6 separate regions of the Mus musculus genome follow, and regions 1, 3, 4, 5 and 6 are each linked to region 2. A link is a contact called in public HiChIP or PLAC-seq and Micro-C data. All regions are on one chromosome and are shown on one strand. The core of a region is the stretch at or near the end of the contact, and the rest is flanking DNA. Distances in the headings are between cores, read along the strand shown.

Evidence for each region. A called contact is a pair of places that touch in the nucleus more often than the background predicts. HiChIP or PLAC-seq counts read pairs in DNA pulled down with a chosen protein or histone mark.
Region 1: a contact with region 2 is called in an HNF4G HiChIP or PLAC-seq map of pancreatic cancer cells. The contact joins the enhancer-like site here to the promoter of Ccdc3 in region 2. A contact is called at or near these places in 8 of 39 promoter capture datasets (the 3T3-L1 cell line, 3T3-L1-derived adipocytes, the HPC-7 cell line and 4 more), 1 of 15 datasets of contacts at CTCF or cohesin (the NIH/3T3 cell line), 2 of 484 Hi-C or Micro-C datasets (liver and neural progenitor cells) and 2 of 115 datasets of contacts at active chromatin or transcription factors (fibro-adipogenic progenitors and pancreatic cancer cells).
Region 3: a contact with region 2 is called in a Micro-C map of embryonic stem cells, with 2.9 times the contacts expected there. The contact joins the promoter of Phyh here to the promoter of Ccdc3 in region 2. A contact is called at or near these places in 1 of 39 promoter capture datasets (hippocampal neurons), 3 of 484 Hi-C or Micro-C datasets (all in embryonic stem cells) and 1 of 115 datasets of contacts at active chromatin or transcription factors (embryonic stem cells).
Region 4: a contact with region 2 is called in an HNF4G HiChIP or PLAC-seq map of pancreatic cancer cells. The contact joins the enhancer-like site here to the promoter of Ccdc3 in region 2. A contact is called at or near these places in 6 of 39 promoter capture datasets (the HPC-7 cell line, cranial neural crest, embryonic stem cells and 3 more), 1 of 484 Hi-C or Micro-C datasets (uterus), 1 of 115 datasets of contacts at active chromatin or transcription factors (pancreatic cancer cells) and 2 of 9 other capture datasets (adipose tissue and pancreatic islet).
Region 5: a contact with region 2 is called in an HNF4G HiChIP or PLAC-seq map of pancreatic cancer cells. The contact joins the enhancer-like site here to the promoter of Ccdc3 in region 2. A contact is called at or near these places in 4 of 39 promoter capture datasets (the HPC-7 cell line, liver and stem cell-derived epiblast-like cells), 1 of 115 datasets of contacts at active chromatin or transcription factors (pancreatic cancer cells) and 1 of 9 other capture datasets (pancreatic islet).
Region 6: an HNF4G HiChIP or PLAC-seq map of pancreatic cancer cells shows a contact between it and region 2. The contact joins the enhancer-like site here to the promoter of Ccdc3 in region 2. A contact is called at or near these places in 6 of 39 promoter capture datasets (HPC-7-derived erythroid cells, cranial neural crest, embryonic stem cells and 3 more), 1 of 15 datasets of contacts at CTCF or cohesin (the NIH/3T3 cell line), 3 of 115 datasets of contacts at active chromatin or transcription factors (embryonic stem cells, pancreatic cancer cells and stem cell-derived neural progenitor cells) and 1 of 9 other capture datasets (embryonic stem cells).

The regions. Positions count from the first base shown.
Region 1 is chr2:5,283,952-5,288,321 of GRCm38.p6, reverse strand. It overlaps the pseudogene Gm13197. Among named protein-coding and RNA genes, the nearest start is that of Gm23118, 26 kb to the right of the region's middle. Within about 2 kb of position 1,956, at least 92 of the 459 cell types and tissues checked have an H3K27ac peak or open chromatin away from gene starts, as enhancers often do. A contact at or near this core is called in 3T3-L1-derived adipocytes, neural progenitor cells and pancreatic cancer cells, where this site is marked.
Region 2 is chr2:5,136,457-5,140,629 of GRCm38.p6, reverse strand. It overlaps Ccdc3 (coiled-coil domain containing 3), which reads right to left and starts at 2,854. Exons shown (of 3, transcript NM_028804.1): 1 at 2,323-2,854. The coding sequence starts at 2,696.
Region 3 is chr2:4,917,366-4,921,295 of GRCm38.p6, reverse strand. It overlaps Phyh (phytanoyl-CoA hydroxylase), which reads right to left and starts at 2,300. Exons shown (of 9, transcript NM_010726.2): 1 at 2,152-2,300. The coding sequence starts at 2,226.
Region 4 is chr2:5,265,289-5,269,448 of GRCm38.p6, reverse strand. No RefSeq gene overlaps it. Among named protein-coding and RNA genes, the nearest start is that of Gm23118, 7.3 kb to the right of the region's middle. Within about 2 kb of position 1,283, at least 7 of the 459 cell types and tissues checked have an H3K27ac peak or open chromatin away from gene starts, as enhancers often do. A contact at or near this core is called in pancreatic cancer cells, where this site is marked.
Region 5 is chr2:5,320,100-5,324,271 of GRCm38.p6, reverse strand. The region is part of intron 6 of Camk1d (calcium/calmodulin-dependent protein kinase ID); the gene reads left to right. Among named protein-coding and RNA genes, the nearest start is that of Gm36906, 7.1 kb to the right of the region's middle. Within about 2 kb of position 2,706, at least 5 of the 459 cell types and tissues checked have an H3K27ac peak or open chromatin away from gene starts, as enhancers often do. A contact at or near this core is called in pancreatic cancer cells, where this site is marked.
Region 6 is chr2:5,351,588-5,355,946 of GRCm38.p6, reverse strand. It overlaps Camk1d (calcium/calmodulin-dependent protein kinase ID), which reads left to right. Exons shown (of 11, transcript NM_177343.4): 5 at 1,152-1,278. Among named protein-coding and RNA genes, the nearest start is that of Gm36906, 39 kb to the right of the region's middle. Within about 2 kb of position 2,671, at least 10 of the 459 cell types and tissues checked have an H3K27ac peak or open chromatin away from gene starts, as enhancers often do. A contact at or near this core is called in pancreatic cancer cells, where this site is marked.

The DNA.
Region 1 (4,370 bases), core at 707-3,206, 150 kb before region 2:
CATGTTTACCAGTCTTCCTCAGAGAGATTCAGGATACATTCCACCCAGGTGTTGCTTCAGCCTGTATAGAGTTGTGTGGTGGCGGAGGGTGGGGAAATAGATCCTGTCCTGATCAAGAGCAGGGTACTGCTCCAGGTCAAAGCTGTCAGGCTAATCTGAATAGAGGCAAGCCTATCCTCTAAACGCACACACAGAGGGTTTGTAACGTCTGAACGTTCTCACCATCAGGACCATTCTGTCTTCACCCCAACCTTGCATGGGAAGAAGAAAGTAATACTTCCGCCTCACGCATGAGGAGGCTGGGTCCAGGAGGAAGTGACATGCAAGGGCCAAGGAGTTAGATCTATCACACTGTCCTCCACAGAGGCCAGTGTCATGTCCCCAATACTACCCAACAGATTCAAAGGTGGCAGTAGAAACCCTAGAAGCCAAGGGAAAACTTGAAAGAAAAGCAAGTTTCTCCAAGGCCTCCTGTAGATACAATACAGCCCATGGGCCGCTTAAAGCACTGAGAGAAGACTGGAGTGTCTCTCCATGGTTCTCATTTCCTCTTGCAGTGGGTTTTCTAGCTCAACTCCCTGGCCACCCACAAGCCCAGCATTAGCAGATTAGAAACTTGTTCTTTATTCATCTCTCCCCTCTTCTCAGGTTGTTCCATTCATGACATTTTCTGACAGAGTGTCATAAAATAGACATAGAGTCCCAACTATTCATATCTAGACTATCATTCATGACTTCCTATACAGCAGGTGCTGCTCCAAGTACTAAAGATACAGCAATGAGCACTGTTGGCGTGCACTCAGACACACGCATACACATGTGCACACACATGCACACAGAAACACAAATGCACACAAAGAAAGAGACACACAAAGAAAGAGACACACTCATGTTCATGCACATGTGCACACAGACATACACTCATGTTGTCGTGCACAAATACACTCACTTGTCATGCACAAGTACACACACACACTTCTCTTGAGTTTCCAGTATGCCTTACCCGCTTTCATTTCAGACCTTTTATTCCTTCAGTATTTGTCAGAACATTTGGCACCAGTGGAAGAGCTAGATTTTCAAGTTCTCCATCCAGGACAAAGACTTCAGTCTGGGAAAGCTTTAAGCAAGCTCCCCAGTCTCCAGAGACATGGCTGTATGAAGCAACTTTCCAGCACTGGTGATCCCGTAAATCTTCCCCATTGTATCCCATACAGAAGCCCAAATCAGTGTGCGCTGGAGATTTCTGTTTAAATACTGTCTGGGATCACTGAGTGGCCAGACATTATCTAGTCCTGTTTCATCACCAGCCAAAATCTCCATGTTTCTCATGGTGCCTCCCCCCACCTCAGCCGCTGAAAGAGGGTCTTGGAGGCCAAGGGACTGCATAGTCCTGGTCCCTGAGGTGCCACCAGCAAACTCCATGATCCTGGATGGTTCATTTAAAGTGCATCAGTAAAATGCCTTGGGGTCCCAGTGTTCCTCGTGGATGTTTGCCTTTGCCTAGAGAGAAAATAAAAGGGAGGGGGGAGGTGTTCCCAAGTCAGGTGTAAGCTGTTCAAATCCTGAGTAATATGGGAAATTTCCAGTTGAACCTGCAAATTTCAGGGTTTGGATCCCAGCCCAGAGCAGGAGGGTAGGTTGTCTGAGTCACTGTGAAGTGCACATTTCCTGCTATTTCTTTCCAAGTCCATGTTAAAGTAACAAGCTCAAATGTGAACATTAACAATGATGACTCAGGCCCAGGGAATGTTGGTAGCATGACTCTGGTTTTAAATAACAGAAAAAACAGGGCTTTTCTTGTCTGTTTGTTGACAAAAAGTCAACAAGAGATCATTAATCTAGTTCACTGGTCTCTAAACAGTATTTTTTTTTTAACGTGTATGAGCGTTTTGCCTAGACATGTGCATGTATCACGTGTATGCCTGTGTACCCACAGAGGTTAGAAAAGGGCACTGGAGCCCATAGAACTGGGTGCCTCTGAAGGTTGTAAGCCACAGTGTAGGTGATAGGACCTAGCCCAGAGCCTCTGAAAGAGCAAAAAGTGTCTAAACAAGTTTGATAGATAATGCATCCTGATGGTAAAAATATTTTGAGCATGCTCTAAATAAATGGCTATTCATATATATGAATATTATAGAGGTGTACTACTCTGCTGATTAGCATATAAAACACACACAAAGTAAATTAAAATGACGAGATTGAGGGGAGAAAAATCACCCAGAGACAAAACTTTATTGTTTTTATTTTTGTACCAATTGGAGGGTTCTATTTTTTTATCCTTTTAATTTCAGTTGAAATGTTCATTATAAGTCTAAGTCTAATTATCTAAATTCTTTGTTTTAACTGAAAGGGCTGTGGTGTAAAAATATACAGACCTAAATGGGATGTGTTGTTGAGAGTGCTTGTAATTGGGGAGTCAACCCAACACTATCTGAACGTTTAAAAGACTGAAATTAGAACCACCACCACTGGTGTTTCCTTCTCTCCTGTGGTGGTTTGAATGAAAGTGACCCCCTATTCAAGCTCATAGGCTTGAATACTTTATCCTCGGTCAGTAGAACTGTTTGGGAAGGATTTGGAGGTGTGTCATCTGAGTAGGCTTGAGATTTTAAGACTTCTGCCACTCCCACGGGTTCTCTGGTTTGAGATGCAATGTCTCAGCCTTCGCACTTCCATCATGGACTCTAACCCTCAGGAACTATAAGCCTAATTACATGCATTCTTTTATAAGGCACCTTGGCCATGTGGCTTATCACAGCACTGGAAAAGTAACTCAGATACCTACCACCATCCTTTCCTGTGTCTCCCACTGAGGATGTCTCTAAGTTGTTACATAAATGTGCTGGCTAGTCTCACAAGCTAGAGTTATCTAAAAGGGGGAAACTGAGAAAATGTCTCAAGATCCAAACATAAGTCCTTTTCTTAGTTATTAATGGGGGAGGGCCCACCCCATTGTGGGTGGGTGGTCTGTGTTCTCTAAGAAAGCAGCCTGATCAAGCCAGTAAGTAGCATCCCTCTATGGCCTCTGCATCAGCGCCTGCCTCCAAGATCCTGCCCTGTTTGAATTCTTGTCCAATGTCCTTTAATGATGAACAGTGATGTGGAAGTGTAAGCCAAATTAACCCTTTCCTCCACAACTTGCTTTTTGGTCATGGTGTTTCTTCACAACACTAGAAACCCTAACTTAGTTAATAAACATCTATAATGCAATCAACATACAAACAGTCCCTCAGAAAGAACCTATTCACCAAATAGGTAAATATTGAGCCTAATGTCTCTATTTTAAACTTTAAATAAAAACTTAAATTTCTTAAAGTTCTCAATGGAATAGAAACCATCACATATAGACCAAGGGTTTTCTCTTGGCTAAATTACTCCAAAGAAGTTGGAATTTCCTTTTTTTTTTTTTTCCCCTCAGTTGGGGTTCTTTTAATATTTAAATACAAAAAGTGAGCACTGACTTCTTTTTTATACACATGCAGGTCTATGAGCCAAAATGTGCAGAGGAAATGTGTGCCTGATCTGTCCAGTCCCCATCTGGCTAAAGCTATTGCCAGCCCCCATTTTCTCAGGCACACGTAGGGATTCCTGGTGACTATTTTATACTACAGCTGTAATAGATTCTGTCTTTTTTTTTTTTTTTTTTTGCATGTCCTAGACAGTTCCTTTTTTTTCCCCCTCTGATCAAGGCCTGAGAGTTTATTAAAAGAGTGTGCTTATAAGGGGGAAGGCCCATCCCCCGCCAGCCCATTCTTGAGCCTGGAGCCAGCCCTTAGGCGATCTACAGGGTGTGTCTTCAGAATGTCTCAAGGACCTTTCAGCAGGAAGCAGAGTCTTGGAGAAAAGCAAGTAGAGTCATCAAGATCAGAAGGCTCTACTTTTTTTGCGTGTCCTAGACAGTTCTATTCTAAAAAAAAAAAAAAAAAAAAAAGTCCTTAATGGTCGTGGGTGCTTACTTCTTTCCTGCATTGGGCATGTAAGAACTTCTTTAGGAGCAATTTATTAAAGGAGTAGAGTGGAATTATCTTCCACATGGCTGTATTCCAGCATCGTCGTGGGAACTGGAAGTGAGGGCATTCATTACGAAGGGTACAGGTGTAACTAGGGCCTCTCCATGAGAAATAAAATTCCCTTCAGGTTCAAATTGATCAATGTGCCAAGATTTAAAAAGGAAGAAGAAGAAAAAGTTCAAATAATCAGCAGTCCAAACACAAATTAATTTCAATGTTCCCCCACCAGGACAAATACGTGGTAACAGTTTTAGATCTTTCCAGGAAGCAGAGGTAGAGCCCCTGGCATTCTTCCTGACAGCCTGTGTTAGGCCCTAAAAGTATCTGCTGTTGCTGTTGTTGCTCCATTTGCACCTTTTC
Region 2 (4,173 bases), core at 1,605-4,104:
GCCTGCTAGCCCAGCCTAGCCCAAACAGCAAGTCTCCAGGTCAGTGAGAGACCCTCTCTCAAGACAATATAGTGGAGAGAGGTAGAGGAAGGTGTTTAGCGTCTTCCTCCGGCCTCTGCATGTGCTCACACTGCAGTACATGAACCACATACACGCGTAGCACACACATCCAACACACACAAGGATGATGAAGAGCCTGGCACAGAGCGGATGCAGTACAAATATTAGTGAACCTTTTCACACAACTAAGTGTAAAGTGCTTATTAGAAATAGAAAGAAAAAAAAAGAGGTAAGAATTCTAACCTAAGGGTTCCAGTTTGAATTTGAGATGTTCCCCCTTCCTCTCTTGTTTCAACCTTGGTACCCAACTAGAATGGGAAGTTTCCGGAGGGTGGATCTACCTGGAGGAAATAAATCACTGGGGGATGCCTCTGGGGCTATGTCCTGCTGTGCGCCCTTCCTATGTTCCTCTCTGCTTCCTGCTTGCTACGAGGTGAAGAGCCCCTCCCCCTGCTTCTTAATCATCTGCCCCAGTGCACAGGCCCACATGGCCATGGAAAGAGCCAAACACAAACCCTCTCTCCTTTCCATTTGCCACTCACAGCGAGTGAACAAGAGGGAGAGAAAGGCCAGACCAGAGGAGGAATGGATGCCTTGTGTGCAGTTATTAGCCTTCTTCAAGGCAAGACAGCCCAAAGAAAAGATAGTCTGTCACATAATTGTGTGACTTTCTGCCAACAGATCATCACAAAAGATGAAAACAGTGACTGACCACCGCACAGTCACTGGTCCATGTTGTGATTTTTTAAAAAATGTATAATAATAAGCAAAAGTCCAACACTGCCTGCTCATTTCTCGAGCTTTCATCCAGTGGAAAATAAAGCCGCGTCGAGTTGTTTTATAGCTGGGCTTTCAGTCTTTTCCCTAAATAAAAACATGAAAAGGCCGACTCGGATTTCTTTGTATCAAGAAAAGGCACGCTCAGAGTCCTGGCTGATTTTATTTAGAAACAATATTTTCCAGACAAATACAAAAAAAATTTTTTTTAATTTTTTTAAAAAAATCAACCTAATCTGGCTAAGCAGCTCAAAGCCACACAAAGCAGAACACGCGTTCTAAACTTAGCCTGCCTTCACTATGGAAAGCACATGTGGCCTTGAGCTTACCGGTCAGTCCCCCTTCTGCGGAGCTTACCAGTTTCTTTCTCAGAGACTTCAAAACTGAATCTGCAGCCCGCGGTCAGAATTATTCCCAAAACCTTGGTTTACAAGTGGTAAGACTGAGACTAGTACCTGTCATAAGCCTTTGGATTGAATCACTGTCTTAAAACGTGGCTAAAATTCTATCCTCCCCCCCCCACCCCCTCATGTTCTAGATCCATCTTTATAAAATCCTATCCTCCCCCACCCCTCATGTTCTAGATCCATCTTTATTAAATTAGAAGCAACCCACAGCTTCAGGATCCACCAGCTGTTTCCTACCTGTGATTTAGGTTGAATTCAGTAGTAGATAAAAAATGAACTGAATTTGGGGGAATTTGCTGTGGTCACAGGCCAACCTCAGTGGAACTTCACAAGACTGGTGGTGTCTACATAGGACCCACCACCTGCCTGTTCCCCCCTCTGCACACTTCAAAGCACTGTGACCCGGGGTCTTTACCTTTCCCACCAGCGGGCCCAGTCAAGCTCTGCTAATTTGAATTACAGGGTAGCTGGTATAAGAGAGCAAGACAAGACAGCGCACGGGGGGGGGGGGGGGGGGCTGCTTTCTGGCATCAAGGTGGGTAGGAAAGGAGAGCTTGGGTGTACATTAAATGACAGGACTTTCCCAGGTGCTTCGCGAGCTTCTGTCACGATTTGCTTCCCACTTTTATCCAGATAGGAACTGGTGGAGGGGAGCAGCGTGAGAGTGGACTCAGAACTGGCTCGAAACTTATACAAAGAAGTTCAAAGCCAGAAAGAATCCCAACAACTGATGGCAAAGGTCATCTTTCTCAAAACATCAAATGAGTGATTGGAAAGCACTTTGATAGCTGCGTGTGGTAGCGTGTAATCCCCCTACTCAGGGGCTGAGGCAGGAAGATCACAGAAAAATCCGATCTCATAAACAAGAGCACGTTATTAACCTTTTTGTCTTTAACCCGGTCTATACATATAAACTCCAAAGGCATCACTGTATCTTAAACAGCTTTAGCCAAGGGCGGTCAGAGCAAGGAAAGAATGAGAAGAGCCTAGGACGTGGTTTAGTTTGGGGGAGGGGGAACGGATCCCCCGGGGCGCTCCTAACCTGCTGCAGGTAGCCCGCAGAGGGGGGCAGGCTCACCTTACAAAGAAGAAATAAGAGTAGTCCTGGACCACCGTGTGGGAGTGGCAGGAGAAGTAGCCCAGACCAGTAAGGTTGAGCCGGGAGCCGGCGGGCACCTCCAACATACTGCCCCACGCCTGGTCACACAGCATCTCCACCTCGGCGGAGTAGAAGAGCCCTCCCTCTCCAGCTTGGTACTGCCACGGCAGGTAGTTGTAGAGGCCAGGCACCTCGGGGTGCAGCGCCAGCACCTTGGCATACACGATGGTCTCGGCTAGCTCGGCGCGGCAGCCTTCGCTCAAGGGTCTCCACTCCGACGGCAGCTGGCAGGCGCGCGCGGGCGCCGGGGAGGCGGCGAGGCAGAGCGCGGCGAGCAGCAGCGGGAGCGGCATGCCGGCGGCTACGCTCTAGCCCGGGCGCATGGCCCGCCCGGGTGCCCGGGACGGCGGGGAGCCGGGGAGCCCGCAGCGCCTGCCCGAGAACCGCGGACGGGGCGCTCGGCTCGCCTGCACGCGCTCCGGAGAGCTGGGTGCACGGCTAGCTCTTCGGCCTGGATCACCATGACCGGGCCTTCGCCCCGCCACGCTTAAAAAGGGTCCAGAGGACGCGACGGGACGGGCGGAGATTGGGGCGTGGACCGCGGCAGGGGCGGGGAGTCCGTCAACCCCGCAACCGGCCCGTGCAGAACTCCCGGGAGGAAGGGACGAACCCCTGCGCCCTGGGACTCCAGGGTGACTAGAGGAGATGTGCGTACAACGCCTTGACCACCAGACCTAACTGGTTTGTAGCACCCAACTATGGGCTAGGTCAGAGCTTGCCAGTAGAGTTTTTCCCTAGGCAGGTGTTCCTACTATTGCTCTCAGTTTGTACAGTGGAGTGCTCTGCAGGAGTCTTAAGTTTTCAATGCAAGTGACTTAGAATCAAAGCACATAGAAATCAAATCTGAGTTTATCTTCCCAGAACTTCGTGTAGAATAATATTTTCTCTCCTTCCCTTTCTCCTCTCTTTCTCTGCCCCTCCCTTCCTCTATTCCCTTTCCCTCTTATCTCCTCATCCCCTCCTCCTCTCTTGTCTGTTCCCCCTCTCCTCCTTCCCCTTTCCTCTCCTCCCCCTCCCCTTCACCCTCCCCTCCTCTCCTCATCCCCTTTCCCTCTCATCTCTCTCTATCATGTACACACACACACACACACACACATTGAGTTTTCTGTAATAATAATGTCAAAAGAATCCCTATAAAGATTTGAAAATCCATTGTTCACGGCTTATTTATTTATTTATTTATTTAAGCTTAACTGCTTTATACAGCCCCAAATTCAGAAAGTTCTATACCTGGGAAGCAACTTCACCCATAAATTCAAAAAAGCTTTTCACTAGTTAGTGGGTAAAATAGAAGAGACCAAAACCCTCAAAAGTGCCCAGCCTCCATTGCCTTTACTATTCTTGGTGTAATGAGAATCAATCACAAGAAGGCTGGGGGTGTGGCTCCATTACCAGTGTGCTGGCTGGCATCCATCACCCCCTGGACTTGATCCCTAGCACCTCACCAGAGGGGCACAGTGGCAAACACCCGGTACTGGGAGATGAAGGCAGGAGGATCAACATTCAGGGCTGTTCTCACCTACACAGGGAGGCTTCACAGGGAATTTGAGTCCAGCATGGGCTAAAGAAACTGTCTCCAAAAAAAGGAAAGAAGGAAAGAAAGAAAGAAAGAAAGAAAGAAAGAAAGAAAGAAAGAAAGAAAGAAAGAAAGACAGAAAGAGAGAGAGAGAGAGAGAGAGAGAGAGAGAGAGAGAGAGAGAGGAAGGGAGGGAGCAAGGAAGAAAGGAAGGAGAGAGAGAGAGAATACCTGTGTGTAAGTGTATTAATTAT
Region 3 (3,930 bases), core at 1,051-3,550, 220 kb after region 2:
TGGGTGGGGTAAAGTGAAAAGAGACGCAGAAGCTGTGACCCAGGATGACCCCAATTATGCAAATACAAAACATTCCTTGTTCCCTAATCCACACTGCTTTTTTTTTTTTTTGGACAGGGTTTCTCTGTGTAGCCCTGGTCGTCCTAGAACTCACTTACTTTGCAGACCAGGCTGGCCTTGAACTCAGAAATCCAATCCGCCTGCCTCTGCCTCCCAGATTCTGGGATTAAAGGCGTGTGCCACCACTGCCCAGCATCCACACTGCTTAGAAGCAAATTAAGGCTGAGGAGATACGGCCTCAATTTCTAGAACTCTACTTACATAATATATTCCCTATGGCTCTTGGTCAGCACTATCTAATATCCAATACTAGCTGCTAGCTACATCTGGCCATTTAAATTGAAAAATGATTCAAGTTAAAAGTGTATACTTTGCCGGGCGTGGTGGCGCACGCCTTTAATCCCAGCACTCCGGAGGCAGAGGCAGGTGAATTTCTCAGTTCGAGGCCAGCCTGGTCTACAGAGTGAGTTCCAGGACAGCCAGGGCTACACAGAGAAACCCTGTCTCGAAAAACAAAACAAAACAAAAAAAGTGTATACTTTAATCCCAGCACTTAAGAGGCAGAGGTGGTGGTCTCTGTGAGTTCTAAGCCAATCCAGTCTATAATAGCAAATTCCAGCTCGCCAGAGATGCGTGATAAGATTCTGTCTCAAAAATCAAGCAACCAATAAGATCCAAAGAGTAGTGAAGAGACTGCATCAATTTCAGTCCAAATACATCTAGTACCAGTATATCCAAGGTTCTCAAAATGTAGCAAACATCCAACTGCCAAGAAAAAACCAGACTGTGATATTCCATCCCTACATGGCCTGCAGGTCTAACCACTGCTTTAGTCCAATACACACTAATCAGGGTCTTTCCCCATTAGTTTCTCAGTGTAAAATGAAGTTACATTATTAGCCTGTAGAGTTTAAGCTTGAGGTAAGCCTGGCACACCGCTGCTTATAAACCAAAAGCCCCACAGGCAGAATAACAGGGAAGGCCAAATAAACAACTATTATGATCAGCCTCGGAGGTGGCAGGCACTGAAAACCCTAAACCATTCATTTTTAGCAATTTCTAGGGCGAGGGGCCAACAGTTTGATGCTTCCTCCCATCCCCCAAGAGTCTGAGTGTATGCATGTATGTGTTTGTGTGTGATGTGTGTGTACACACACGTGTTCGTGTGCATAACTGCTTCCAAGCCTTGGTTTAGTGTTTTGTTTTGCTTTTTAGACCGTCTGTCACTTTTGGCCAGGATGGCTGGCCATTAAGATCCTCAAGTCTGCCGGACGGACGGTGGTGGCACGAACCTTTAATCCCAGCACTTGGGAGGCAGAGGCAGGCGGATTTCTGAGTTCGAGGCCAGCCTGGTCTACAAAGTGAGTTCCAGGACAGCCAGGGCTATACAGAGAAACCCTGTCTCGAAAAACCAACCAACCAACCAACCAACCAACCAACCAACCAACCAACCAACCAACCCTCGAGTCTGCACCTGCACCTCCCAGGGGGATCACAAGCATTTATCACCAGGCACTCGCTTCTGAAGTCGCTTTCCGGGAACCAGTTCAGTCCTCAGGAGACTGGGGACACCTGGCCCCTGGAGTGGGAGCTTACACAGCTAGTGGGATGGTGACAGACAGAGGGCAGGTGGAGATGGGCAGCTAGCTACCTGCTGGACAGGGTCCTGAGCCTTCTCTTTTTGGCGACTGGCGCCTCCTCCTGACCTCTGAGAATCCCTGCCTCTGCCGGCCTTGGTCACAGGCAAGCACCTGTGGGCAACTGTCCTTGGTGTTTCTGGATGCAGAAGTCAACTCAAAAAATGGCAAGCCTCTTTGTGATGACGTCGTCACCTTTCGCTTTATGCTTCCCGCTTTACACCAGCAAGAAACCACGGTTTCTTGAAGGCTCAAAATGCTGCCTAGAGAAGTCCCACCAGAGAGCCCTTCCAGAAGACGAGGGCTCTCTGGGGATGCAGCCTCCACCCGGGAACCCTAGGGATGGAGACAGGGAAGAGATGGCGGCGCAGAGGCTCTCTTATGTCCTTGAAGCCACCACCAGGGCGGAGAGGCTCCTTCGAGCCTGTGAGCCCTTCCACAGCCCAAAGGATACAATCGTTGGGGCCGAGGGTCGGCCGAGGTGTCCCAGAAGGACCTGCAGCCGGGCGCCGGCGCGCGTAAGATTCATGGTGGGGGCCAGCAGACGAAACTGCTGCGCCCAGGTCACACTTAACTTACGGCAAGGCCCCGCCTCCTAGTAGAGGGTGGAGTTCTGTCCAAGGGCAGGACACAGCGCCACCTCCCCCAGGCTGGGGGTTGGGGAGCTGGGGATGAGGGAGCGAGCCTAGGCTGTCTGGAGTCCTTGCTCCCCGCCGCTGTGTCTTTGTTCTAATCTGCAAGGTCCGAAATTTTGCGACTGGGGTGATGCAAGCCGAGCAGCCCGAGGCCGTTAGGGATCTGAGCCACCCTTTTAACTTGGTAGTTTTAATCTATGAACAACTAATCTATGTGACTAGTTCTCCCACTAAAAATTAAAATCATCTGTGTTATTCAGAAGAGACATTAAATTTAGCGTGAATTCATCCTAAAATATTAGAAAGTTTGGCTGTTAGTTTTTAAGAAGAGCGATCCACACGGTCTAGGATAACTTACATTACATTTTTGTGTGTGGTGGTGGTAGTGGTGATGGGGTGTGGTGTGTGTGTGTGTGTGTGTGTGTGTGTGTGTGTGTATGTATGTATGTATGTTTGCATCCTTGTTTGTGGAGATCAGAGAAATAATCTTCAGGGAAGTTGAGTCTCTTTCCACCACCTGAGTTTTGGGGATCGAACTCTGATGGTCAGGTTTGTTCAGCAAGCTCCCTTAACCACTGTGTATCTCACCAGCCAGTATAACATGTAAAATTTCTTATGTAGCTAAAAACTGTTTTCTTTAATCCCAGCACTTGGGAGGCGGAGGCAGGGGGATTTCTGAGTTCGAGGCCAGCCTGGTCTACAAAGTGAGTTCCTGGACCACCAGGGCTACACAGAGAAACCCTGTCTCGAAAAAGCAAACCAAACCAAACCAAACCAAACCCAAAACAAAACAAAACTGTTTTCCTAAAGTCTTTGAAATTCAACCACTACACATAATCTCAATCTCTTTGTCTCTCGGTCTCTTAAGAGAGTTACTTCTAGATTGCTTCTAGTTACTCCATAAACATGTTATTGTTTCTTAAATGCTTTCATTAGATAATTTGGTGACAGTGCCATAGTCCAGGAGAGACAAGCAAGTAACCAGCTGGCTACTTCCTGTTTTCAGGTTGCAGAGATTTGCCCTTTGTGCCTTGACCTTTAGGACGAGATTCGCTTAGCTGAAGCTCCCAGGGCCGGCTTGGTCATTTGCTTATCTCCCAACCTCATCTGTCCAGCCTGAGCAACCTGGTGGAAGCCTGACCATGTCCTGAGAGACCGGCTTAATTAGCCCACAGTTTAAAAGCAGGACTGACTGCATTCCCCCCCCACCCCCCACTTGGGAAATAGGTGTGTTCTTACTGCCCTCACCTGGTGCAAAATGGGAACTGCAGGGAGAAGGAAGAAAACAAAACTGAAATTAGTCTGAATTTGGGTCACCTCAAGCAGAATTGAAAGATTAAGACCGTCATTCTGAGGATGACTGGTTTCCCTAAAAAACAGAGAGAATTATGGCTTTGGGGCCTGTCTTAGGGTTTCTATTGCCGCCATGACCATGACCAAAAAAGGAAGTTGGAGAGGAAAGGGTGCATTCGGCTTACATTTTTACTGATCTGTTCCTCATTAAAGGAAGTCAGGACAGGAACTCAAACAGGGCAAGATCCTGGAGGTGGGAGCTGAAGCAGAGAACATGACAGGTGCTGCTTAACTGGGCTCGTTCT
Region 4 (4,160 bases), core at 34-2,533, 130 kb before region 2:
TGGCTCAGACCTGGCTTGCTACAGTTGCTAGCCCACCTAGGGTGGAGTCTTCTGACCTAGCTAAAGTCTTTTGTCTGCCACATCTGTGGTTTCTTCTAAGACACCACTACCCGCTGAGAGACTGAACCTATTCTCCTGACACTATCCTGTCAAAGCAAAGAGATCCTGGCATGGTGGGGAATGGGTCGTCCCCCCCCCCCCCCTTATAAGCTTAGACTCATAAGTAAACATTGGCCTTGATCAGAACTTTGTCTTGGCTCATTATTTCTCTCACAGCCTTCCCCATCCAAAACCCCATCTTTCCTTTCAGGAATCTAGTAACCCATGGTCGCTGGTGGCTACATATTCTAACACCAAAGACCCAGGGTGGCATGTATGCGTCTTCCACAGGAACAAGAGTGTTCATCAGCCCATGGCCATTTGCTGCCAGAACCATCAGGTGTAGAATAAAGGCAGGTGGCAGTGAGCTACGAAAAACACAGGAACCATGTGTTGTAGTCAATTATCTGGAGCTGAGCTATTGAACCAATAACACTTCAAAGTTCGTTCCAGCCAAATAAGAGCATTTATCAATTCTTTCTTCCATGGAAGGGAGTTAGAGAATCAGGGATCATGGGCACCACAGTGCCCCCTGCAGGGAGGAGGAAACTCTAGAAATGACCAGGCTCTCTACTGAAAGACCACCTGCCAATCTGACTCAAGAGATGGTTACATGCAGGTGTTGTGGGGTGAAGCATGTTCACTTCTGTGAGCTGTTGGTACACACCATACTAGCGTAGTGAAGGGAAATTTTTTTCTGTGATCTGTTCTTTTGCAGATCAAGAGTACTGGGAAGGATTTGTTCCAACTTCATCCTGCACAGACAAGGTTAAGATCCAAGAGCCACAGGGAACAGCCAGTGCTTTCTCTTTGGTCGACTAGGGCTCCTTCCACTCAATTTGACTGAGGGAGTCATCCTTCTGTGATTTGATGTCGATCTTTGGCCCCCCCACCACAAATGTGAAGAAGCTGAAAGAAATTTACACATTCTGATGTTTCAAACGTGTGGGGGAGGGGGGAGATCAGCCTGCTCTCTACAGGGGTCTCTCTTTACAGAAATCCCCTGCATCAGTGGTTCTTAACGGTCCTAATTCTGTGATCCTTTAATACCGGTCCACATGTTATGGTGACCTCCAACCATAAAATTATTTTATTACTACTTCCTAACTAAGTTTGCTACTGTTGTAAATCATAATGTAAACATTTGGAGATGGAGGTTTGCCAAATAGTTGTAACCCACAGGCTGGGAACCACTGCCCTACATAGTAGCAGAAAAAGCTCTGGGTCAGAGAAGCTGCAGAAGTCTGGTTAAAGCTGTGGGGGTTGCCCCAACACTTGCTTATAAATATGTACAGCCCTTTTTATTCCCAAGGGGGATGAAATGCTTTTGAAACTGTTTCTAAGGTAGCTGTAAATTCATGCCTGGTATCCTTAAGAACATCTTCCCAAGGACCCCACTGGCACTGACTTGCTTGGAATTGCTTTAGGAAGTGACTAGGGAAATGTCTCCATTTAGTATAAGCAACAACTTCCCCTTGCTTCCTCTTAACCAAGATCCTTGGTTATCTTAGCCTGACCTGCAGGGAGTAGCTAGAAAGGACATGGAAGCTAAGACTTCTTGGCTCCCAGCATTGCATCCTTGTGTCAGTATTGTGTTTTATAAAAAAGAATCAGGATATGTTTGGTAGAGGCATGGTATGGTGAGGTGGAAGGGGTGCCTTTGTAGGACCATGCTGAGACATCCCCCCCCCCCAGGTACCAGCAATATAGTATATATGGTATAGAATAGAGTTTATTTAGGGCATAGAAGGAGAGTTGAAGAGGGAGTCAAGATAGAGTTAAAGAGAGAGAGGAGCCGGGTGTGGTGGCTCACGCCTTTAATCCCAGCACTCGGGAGGCAGAGGCAGGTGGATTTCTGAGTTTGAGACCAGCCTGGTCTACAAAGTGAGTTCCAGGACAGCCAGAGCTACACAGAGAAACCCTGTCTCGAAAAACCAAAAAAAAAAAAAAAAAAAAAAAAAAACAAGAGAGAGAGAGAGAGAGAGAGAGAGAGGGGAGAGGCCAGTCAAGAACATTTGGAAGGGAGGGGAATAGGGAAGAGAAGGGACAGAGAATAAGAGAGTAAGAGGGTAAGAGTAAGAGAGTGAGGAGGGGGCAAACAGCCCCTTTTATAGTGACTCAGGCATACCTGACTGTTGCCAGGTAACTGTGGGGCAAAGCCTACAAGGAATGCTGACAGTCTGGACCAAGTCAACTCTTTTGGAAGTGCTGCAGACCCTCTGGGTCCCTTTGTCTGCATGGAACGGGTCTCTGGGTGCAGATGGGCAAGGAGTCGGCGAATGACAGGCAGACCAACACGCGAGATTGTGTAGAATCTGAATGTAATTTGTCAAATTGAGCATCAGACTTTTTATACAGAAGAAAATAGGGAAGTTAGGTGACACATTGGCAAGGTACAAATGAGGTTACCGGATGCTTAATGACTCTTACACAAAACAGAGGAATGTAAACACAAAGACTGGCAGGAACTGGGCAATAAAACAACTGAGACAAAGTCAGCTCTATCTAAGGTCAGCTATAGTCTTAGAAGCCAGGTGTGATATCTTTACACTCCTAGGGCAAGGGCTTTCACACCAAAGTCGTGGCTCTAATTAGGGAGTTCTGCTCTAGCTAACCACCTTATGAATAATGCAATATTCCAAAACCACAGCTCCATCTCCTTCCTAAACCATTGTAAATTCCTGTATATGGGAGCAACTTGACTTTTATTCTAAGTGATACTGAATGTCACTGAACAGGCAACATTCTTACTGAATTCCAAGCCCATGGTCAGCTCAGGGACTTTCTAGGACTTTGGAACACTGATGAAGGCTTAGCTATGTCAGAATTCAATCTTTTTTTTTTCCACTGTAGATGTACATATGGTTGTGAGCCATCATGTGGTTGCTGGGAATTGGGTCTCTGGTCCCCCATCAGATCTCTTTATAGATGGGTGTGAGCCACCATGTGGTTGCTGGGATTTGAACTCAGGACCTTCAGAACAGCAGTCAGTGCTCTTAACCGCTGAGCCATCTCTCCAGGCCCCCAGAATTCAATCTTAAAAGGCACTTATAATAAGATAATACTAAAAGAGAGCACGTGGATCCATACACCAGACTAACTCGGGAATAGGGTATGAGTATACGGGTTAATGAGAACGCCAAAGCTCCAGGAGGTGAGTTTCTGTGAAACTCTTTGCCTCGTGAGCACTTCCAGGCCTTTCGGCCTGCCAAGCAGACTTCACTGGGGTGTGCATGGCAAGAAGAATGGTGAATCATGAATTAATGAGTCAGTGAGGGGGAAGGGCAGTGGTGACCCCCAGCTGGTCAGCCCCTCTGCCCACCACAGGTTTCAGATGATTCCCACAGAATGCATTCATTTATGACCACTTACCTCTAGGGGTATCTGTTTATGTCAGCTTGGCTGCATGCCTTGTCCATTCAAATTCTGCTCTTTCTCTGGTTGTTCATTCCAGGCTTTAAAACATGAGGGTTTTTGTTTGTTTGTTTGTTTGTTTGTTTTTGTTTTTTGTTTTTTTGTTTTTGTTTTGGATTGTAGTTAGTTTATCAGGGGCCGTACATGTCTCGGCACAAGGGTAAAAGGTCAGAGAACTTTCATCCATTCTCCTGTCTCATATGGGTTCTAAGGACCAAACTCGGGTCATCAAGCTTCCAGTGAGCACCTTTCCCTGCTGAGCCATCTCCCTGGGCCCTCATTCAGGGCCTTTACATACAGTAGTGTATTCACTCAGAGGAGAATATCCCAATCTAACATTTAAGAGCTTCTGGGAAGTGATTGGAAGCCACTTAGCACCCCTGGGAATGAAACCCCACCAGATTCTATTCATTGTCTATGCATCAGTAGCTGAAGAGCAATCACAGCAGTGAGATGACTTGTGAGGTTCTACTGTTCCTGGAATCCAGGGGGGTTAGGACAATGACTGGAGACTCTGGAAGCTTTCTCCGGGTCTGTTAAAGTTGGTATGAAATGCCTCAGTTACTTTCTACCTTCAACCTTGAAGCAAATTAGGCATCGTTAATTTCTATATCAATATGGGTGGTTGACATCCAGAGTCTAATGGC
Region 5 (4,172 bases), core at 1,457-3,956, 180 kb before region 2:
TGTAGGAAGAAACGAATAAAACAAGTATAAGCAAAAGAAGAAAAGGTCAGACTGCTACGCAGTCACAGGACAGCAAGTGCCTAAGCAGAGTTTGTGACAAAGAGCAGTGTGGACAGAGATGGGAGGGTGGAAGTATTCACTCACAGCACCACAGCTGCAACATCCTGGTGCAGATATGTAGGAGCATCTAATGCAACTCCAAATAACATGGTGCTCATGAGGCTGGCTGGTCCAGATTCTTGTCTCTTGTCCATGTGCCAGGGGGCTAGAATTGTGTTCTGGTCCTCCACAAGTGCATTGTGAGAGCTTAGGGGTATGGGATGGGGGCGGGGCATATTGGGATATATATCAAGAACCCATGGGCCATGGGATGCAGAGTCCCACACATTCCCCCAGACAGGATTGCTGATCTGCATAGATGCCTATCATCGGACCTAGAAAGAAAGGAGAGTTAGGACTGGGGGAGACTAGGAGACAGGCAGAGAAAAAAATGGAGAGGAGAGGGGGGGTATGGGAAGGAGAGAACAGGAGAAGAGACTTGAGAGGGAGATAAGGGAAGGGAGGAGAGGGGAGGAGAGAGGGGAGGAAAGGAGAAAGAAATGGAGGAGGAGGAAGGAAGCCAGAATAACAGAAAGAATCTCACCCATCTAGATATATGGCTCTCGCTTGGGATTCTTCCAGGCTGCAGCATCCTCGGTTGGCACTGGAAGTTAATCACCTCCACACTGGATGTCTGCATCCCTTTGGGGACTAATTTTCATTGGCAGAATTTTCACCGCCTTCCCTAACTCGGTGTCACTGACCTTGGAAGGTCTTCTCAGTCCTCTTTGCTTGTGTTGAGCCTGTCCCTCAGCTAGCATGAGTTGTGTTTGGCTGGTCTAGAGTGGTCTCCAGGCCTCTTTGATAATTTTCTCGACTTCCTCAAGATGGTGTCCATGGAAGATTCAAAAAGTTGACCACAGATGGGTTAAGATGCTCAGAGTGGTTGTCCTCCCTACTTCTCCAAGTCCTGGTCTTCAGTCTAGCTGTGCAGAACCTTCAGGACTGTGTTTCCCTTTGCCCTCTCCGCCCCGAATCTTTCCCTGATCCCTGCTTACCCATTCTCAACTCTCAAGTCATTGAGGACATTTACCAGTGTGTTCTAGCCAGGAGCACATGCCTTCAGTCTCTGCACATGGCTTTACTGTGTGAGCCTTCCCTACGTTCTCCCACCTGCTCTTTTCTCAGGGTAGAGGAGTAGTGTGGGGGGAATGCATGTGCTCAAACAGATGCTTACAGAATTGAGATGCATATTCATGAGCCTCATTGACCCTCTAATCTAAACCAGGATTATATATGTGCAACCCTGTTTTGTTCACTAATGGGCACTGGTAATAAGTACAAAAGGTTTGTTTGCTTTCGAAAGAGCTTTGTTTTATTTAATTATTGTGAAAGTCAATCATATCTATGATAGGATGACTAGAACTCATATTCCTTAACACCCCCCACTGCCCCCTTCATTCAATAAAGCTTGCTAAATTTCTGCCAAAGGTCAGTCAAGACAGAAAGACTTGTAGTGGTTCCTGGTACCAGCAGGACTTAGAGTCCAAAGGATGCTCATCCTTGGTTGAAGCCGCTGCTGCTTTTTAGAGACACACTGAGCCTGGGGTAGCCTTATGTGGCCTAGCTGCTTTGCAGATAAATGGGGGGGGGGGGGGGTGTTGTAGTTTCAGTCATTTCTGTACAATACTTTTTATTCTTTCTTTGATATTTGCCTACATGTATGCAATCTATTCTGATTATATTTACATCTGGATGCACTCTCAGCCCATCCCCCTCCCACCTTCACATCCTCTTCCATTTCTGAAGGAAATAAACCACCGATTCCAACTAGTGCTACCCATATGTGCATCGCTCTGGGGCCAACCAGGGGAGCCTGGGCAACCTGCCTATGGCCATGCTGCTATAGAAAGAGTATGCCCCTTCTCCCAGTAGCCATTAACCCCTGACAGGACAGCTCTTCAGCTGTCATTGCCGCTTTGGGAGCCCCCCCCCCACTTCTGTGCTGGAATTTGACTGACTTGGTTTTGTGTAAGTAACCACAGCCACCATGAGTTCAAAGGTGTGCCGGCCATCTAAAGGTCAGAGACAGACTTTCACAGTGCTCCTCCCTGGCCTCTGGCTCCCACATTCTCTCTGCCCTCTCTTGCGTGGCATTCCCTGTTGGCTCAGATTTAGGGGTTACCAATATCAAGTGAATCCACTGCTTTTGCCTCTTGTCAGATGGTGAAAGAACCCACTCATGTCATGGCCAGAAAACAAAAGGAAGGAGAGGAAAACAGGCTCCCACACAACCGACTCAAGGACAGGATTAGAGACCTGCCACTCAAAGTTCCGGCCCCTGCCCAGAAGCCCCTCCCTGAAGCAGCTATGAGTACATGCACCCAGCTCCAGCACCTTGCCAACAATCACTCTGAAGGCAAAGTTGGACTGTCACAGAGAAGCACGAAGTTTTCCCATGGAAACAATTCTCTCCTCAGAGCCTTTCCACATGGGCTAGACCAGAGCAGAAAAGTCTTGGTTGTCAGTCAGTTGCTACGCCTTTTTTTTTCAGCCTCTTAGAAACACGTTTCCATGTACTTAGAAAACTCACTGGGCCTACCACCCTGGTCCCAAGTACTTTGTCCAGAGAGCATGCCAGAACTTCTGCCTCATCCCACCAGAGTCCACAAGGTCCTGTTATGGGAAACTTCGTCTTCATTGTGTTGCTTTACAGCTCTTCATAGGAGTATCACACTGAACTCTGACGGTATGACATGATTATATTGGAATTTGGATCGATATACACAGAGATCCATTTTTTCACAATCCTGTTCTCCCAGACAGGTTGATAATGTCCGTAGCCACCTCCCTCAATCTTTCCTTAAGATAAAGAACAAAAGTCAATTTACTTTATAAATACAGGGACCTGCAAATTCTTCCTTCTTTCTCTCTCCTCCCCTCCCCTCCCCTTCCCCTCCCCCTCCCTCCTCTTCCTTCCCTTCTTTCTTTCTTTCTGGGTTAAAAAATGGGGTCCCACATCTGCTCAGGGCTAGGGCCGCTGGGCAAGGTGGACACAGGGAGTTTTGACTGGGCGCACCCCCACGGCAACCGCTGGGTGGGTGTCAGGCTGTGAGAAGCTGCAGAACCCCCGTTCCAGGGATGGGAAAAGGCCTGGGGTACCCACAGAACTGCCAGAGTCTGGGTCAGACTCGGGTACCACAGATGCCGCTGGGTACCGCGGAAGAGCCGGTGTTCTGGGGTCCCTGGGCCGCATGGAACCCAGGGACGTCAGGTTCTCAGTCCTGGACACACCGCTGGATGTCTCCGAAGAGCTGAGAACGGGGGGGGGGGGGCGGGGGGGGGGAGGCAAAGGGAAAAGGGCAGGAAGGAGAGAGCTCCAGCCAGTTACCATGGGGACAAGAGTCCTTAGCTGGTTCAGCAGGTAGGTTGGCTTGGTGGAAGCTTGGAGGCCTTCTGGCAGAACTACAGAGAGGGACCATAATCCATGGAACATATTGTCAGACACTAGGCATATAGGAGCTTGGGTGATATTGTCTGACAGTTCCCCATGTTCGTTCCGGTTGCCTTGGAGAAGATCGTTTATATTCTATTTACCATTAGGGTGCTTTACCACAAAAATGAAAGTAAGTAAAAAGATTATTGTGCTCAGAAAAACATAGTTGAAATTGTCTTTTCTGTACAATTTTACTCATTTTTAAATGTTCAACCCGGGCTGGTGAGATGGCTCAGTGGGTAAGAGCACCCGACTGCTCTTCCGAAGGTCCGGAGTTCAAATCCCAGCAACCACATGGTGGCTCACAACCATCCATAACAAGATCTGACTCCCTCTTCTTACATTAAATAAATAAATAAATAAATCTTTTTAAAAAAAATGTTCAACCCTATTTGGGTTGGGGTGCTAGGATCAAACCCAGGGAACTCATTCATGCTAGATGCAAGTAGTCTACCATTGTCCTACACCCCTAGTGATGTCTTATGACTATTAAAGTGTGTGTTATGACAATGTGCATGAGTGTGTATACTTGCACATGTACATACATGCATAAATGTTTTAATGAAGCATTTTCTGTTTATCAGAGCACAATTGAGGGATGTTGAGTACTAATACAGGACATCAAAGAGCCATTGCA
Region 6 (4,359 bases), core at 1,422-3,921, 220 kb before region 2:
TCAACTGAGGTCACACAAAACGAATATGGATAAATAAAAATGCAGGTTCCTATTCTGTGTTGAGTTTCTCAGCCCTGTAGAACAGGGACTAGCCTGAGACAGGTGTATCATGGCATCTACAGGCCCTGCCCCAGTCTTTGCCAAGACTAATGACAACCCCCAGTTCTGAATAAACTCTGCAGACAATGTTTTATTGTCTGCCCCAAGGAAGTCCCTTCCGTATGTCACTGATATTATAAAACCACAGTGAAGACAAGCTGGGCACAAAGGTACACCCCTATAATCCCAGGAGGCTGAAGCAGGAGTGTGGAACCACTGTCTGAGCTCTCCCCTGAACTGTGCAGATGGGTAACAAGAAGAGACTGCAGCCTGTGCTTGGCACAAAAGCAACCAGGAGAGGGGTCTTTAGGGGCGCAGGACTAGGAGTCGCTGCTTCTTTTGCTCCCAGAATGCTCCTTCTTCCCCTGGAAGGGGTGTAAGCAGGTAGCTGATGATGTCAGCACTGTGCTGTGTGCAACCCGTCTTTCAGGACATGGTAGGATGTTACTGAGAGCCAGGAGAGAGGGCCTTGCATCACAGCAAACTAACCTGCAAGGGTCTCTGATTGACTGGGAATCCTGTCCCCCTAGCCAAGAACCAATGACAGTCTGAGAGCTGACACCTTCTTAGGTTCCCTCAAGACTGATCTTTTAAGGAGACAAAATACTAGTGAAGGAAAAGAATAACATTGAAGACTGACTTGTGCTAAATGCTCTACAGCCTCCATCCCCAGCCTGTGTCTTAAGTCCTGCCATTTTAATTGACATCTATTGATAAAGACATTGTCTATGTTTAAAGATCAAAGTTGTTCTTAATTGTGAGATTTGATGAAACTCCCATTAGTAAGACAGCTTTAAATGGACCTGTTATTCAATTGTTTGGGTTCTTTTGTTGTTGTTATTTGGTTTGTTTGTTTGTTGCTTGCATTCAATCCCAGGCATCAAGTCCAAGGCTTCTTGTGTGTTAAGCAAACCCTCTACCACTGGGCTGCATTCCCATGCCTCTTTTTATTTTTTATTCAGAGAGACATGCTTTCCCAAGTAGCTAGGATGAGAGACCTACAGCCCAGGCTTGCTTTACAGTCTGTAAGTTGCTTCTGTTTTGTTTTCTAGCCGGAGAATCTCTTATACTACAGTCAAGACGAGGAGTCCAAAATAATGATCAGTGACTTTGGCTTGTCGAAAATGGAGGGCAAAGGAGATGTGATGTCCACGGCCTGCGGGACCCCAGGCTATGTTGGTAAGGATAATGAGTATGTGAGCGTGTTTGTGTGTATCGATGAAGCTGGGTTGTCTCCATGTCAACTTCATCTTCCTTCTGAAGCATTGGAGCTTGGCACAATCACAGAGGCCTGCCTTTCTCTTGAAGGAAGGATACAAATATTGAGAGACCCCTCCACAGTACGTTATCAGTGAAGCAATTTCCCTAAAACCTTTTAGCAGTTGGGTGGAAATCCTGTTTGAATTGGTTGTGGGCCCAACTGGAGTCTAAGAGCAAAATGGGATGGATTCCCAGGTTCTAATAACAGAATTAGGTTATGTGTCTATTTTTGGATGGTTTACAGTAAAGCACCAAGCATTGATAAGGTGTGGGACTCAATAAAACATGATAAATGTTGAGATTGCTGCAGCCAGAGAGGAAACACTGGTACAAGGAGTACAGAAGAATCCATGAGTAAGTCGCCCCCTCACGTCAGCTGACCTGGGTCTGTGTGGACAGAGTCAGGGGTTGTGACAGCTTTTCCTAAAATCACAAGTGTACCTTCTTTCTGTCACCCATGTAAAATGCAGCGATGGCTGCTGACAGTGTGAACAGTTTGGTGCTGAGATTCATCTTCTGGTTTCTGGAGACAGCCCACCAGAACTGTGTTAGCATTCTGTTGCAATAACAAATACCGGAGAGAAATCAGCTTATGAATAAGAAAGGTTAATTTTGCTTGGTGGATTTTTTTTTCCTTTTGGAGGTTTCAGACTGTGATTTATTGGCCCTGTAGCTTTTAGGCTTGCAACAAAAAATCACATCATGGCCACAGCACTTGGTAAAACCATTCACCCTGTGGCTGGGACCGGAAGCAGAAAAGAAGAGTAAAGGATGGGGTATTAGCACCTTCAAAGGTCTAGTCGCACTGACCAGGAAAACTCACAACAGGCCCTACCTCAGTGGTCTGCCATCTCCCAAAAGTACTACATGCTGAGAACCAAGCCTTCAGGGAGCACTTTCCCAGACAACTGTTCACCTCAGTGGATTCAGTCACTTATCAAATATGTACTCAGTACCTACTGTGTCCCCAGCACAGGAAGGAAGAAAAGGAAGGAGGGAAGAGGGAAGGGAGGGGGGAGAGGGAACACTGTGTAAGCCTCCCTAAGGAAGGATGAATTAGTATTAACAGCCTCCACTATTCCCATGAGTCTTTAGGTACAACTAGGAAACCTTCCCAACAGGCCTGGGAGATCCAGTCTGAGACTAAATGGGTCTAGAGACTGCAGAGCACTGTGGGAGTTCTGTGTCCTTGGAGGCACTCCATGGTGTCTCAGGTCTTTGCATAATTACATTGTCATACATTGGTATGTCATACATTGGTATGCCACCACTGTTTCATTTCCCAAGTTTCTCAGAGGAGGGAAGCCGAGAGCCGCCAGACAGGAACTACGAGTGAAATGAAGAAGGGAAAGAGCTGAGAGGTTTAGTAGGATGGGATCCTGACTGAGAGGGTGTGGCAGAGAGAACCGCTAGGGGCTGCCCCGGGTGGGACCCATGGCCCTGGGGTGTGAGTCATTAAATGTCCGAGTCGTTAAGATGACCATAGAGACTCAAGAGAGGGACAGATGGGCCCGCCAGCTGTCTTATGATAATATGGTGAGGCATAGATGGGTGGGACTGTGGAATGTGGAGAAGGTAGAGAGGCAGTTGAGTGAGTGACAAGTGCATGCGCAGCTGGTGCGAAGATGTGTGGGTGTGCGGTGTACGGATGCAGTTTCTCCCTTGTGCTGTCTGTGCAGGCAGCAGGGGGTGAACGAGAAGGTGCACCCTTGGCATCTTTGAAAAACAAGGGACTCAGCAAACAAAGAGTCTGTTGCACCCACCATGAGTCACGGGTATCAAAAGTGAGGGGTGCTAGCTTGTGTTGTGAGATTCAGTCTCTTGGTCAGGACGCCCCAGGTGGTGAGCCATATTCTCCAGGCTCCATCACTCTGGACCATTTTTTGCTTTCGGGCTTCGAGCTGAGGTTTTCCTGCTCTAACAGAATATTCTTACCTATGCACCTCGCTGATCTCATTTTAATTCTGAGACAGGAAAGCTCTAAAGCTTTCTAGATTGACTCTTGGCTCCCCTATGTGGATGGCAGTGTCCCCATTGCTAGGTGGCCGCCATCTGCAGGCTTTGTTTTGGTTTCTTGCTTTGGTCAGAACGGATGGACTTAGGGACAGTGTTGAAAGCGACTCCTTAAAGGGCAGGTAAGCAAGTACTTGTGAGATTTGGTTGCCAAACCCTGAGTTCTCTTAGAGCAATAGTAACGCAGCTACTGGTTTTGCTCACATCTACCGAGCACCCAGAGTGAAAGAGGGCACCTGTCTCTGGGGTCTTTGAGCAGTCATCAGCCAACGTGGGTCTTTTTCTACCCCCAAGTCTTTGTGCCAATTTCCTTTGCATCCATCAAAGCCCAGATGAACCCTCACCTCTTCTGGTTACCATCCTGCCTCTTCTCCTTCAACATCGGAATCCTTCTCCCCCTGTTTTCAGTGCATGGTTCCTCATCAGATTGAACCGGGGCCCATGTCTGCTTCGTCTCTTCACCACACTGTGGCTTTGGCACCTACAAGGGCTGTATCTTACTCATCTTTATACAGACACATGCCGAATTGCACACAAAGCACAAGGCTCGTGACACTTTTAAGACGTCTTCTCTTTTCACTCATTCCTTCAGCACACATTTATTGAATTCTCTCCTAAGAGTTGTTTGGTGTTCAGACATCTGACGACCTGACAGAAGGTGGAGCTCAGGCAAAGACAAGGAGAGTTACCAGTGCTGCATAAGCATGGACTCCTTGAGGCTGCTGCCTGCAGCATCTATGAGAAGGACCCAGACTCCTTTAGCTTGGAGAACAAGCTGCTACAAGTGAGTTCTTTTTGGTAATAATAATGAGGAAAAATAATCGATTCATCTGGTAGCAATGCTGCTCAGAGGTACAAGGTGTCTGTCAATATAAACCTAAATGTGGAATCCATTTAATTAAGTCTAGGGTTCTGTTCTCCTTGATGCCACCAAGAGGCAAAGTCACAACTAAGAAGTTTAGTCAGAGTGTCTGATCTATGGAATTA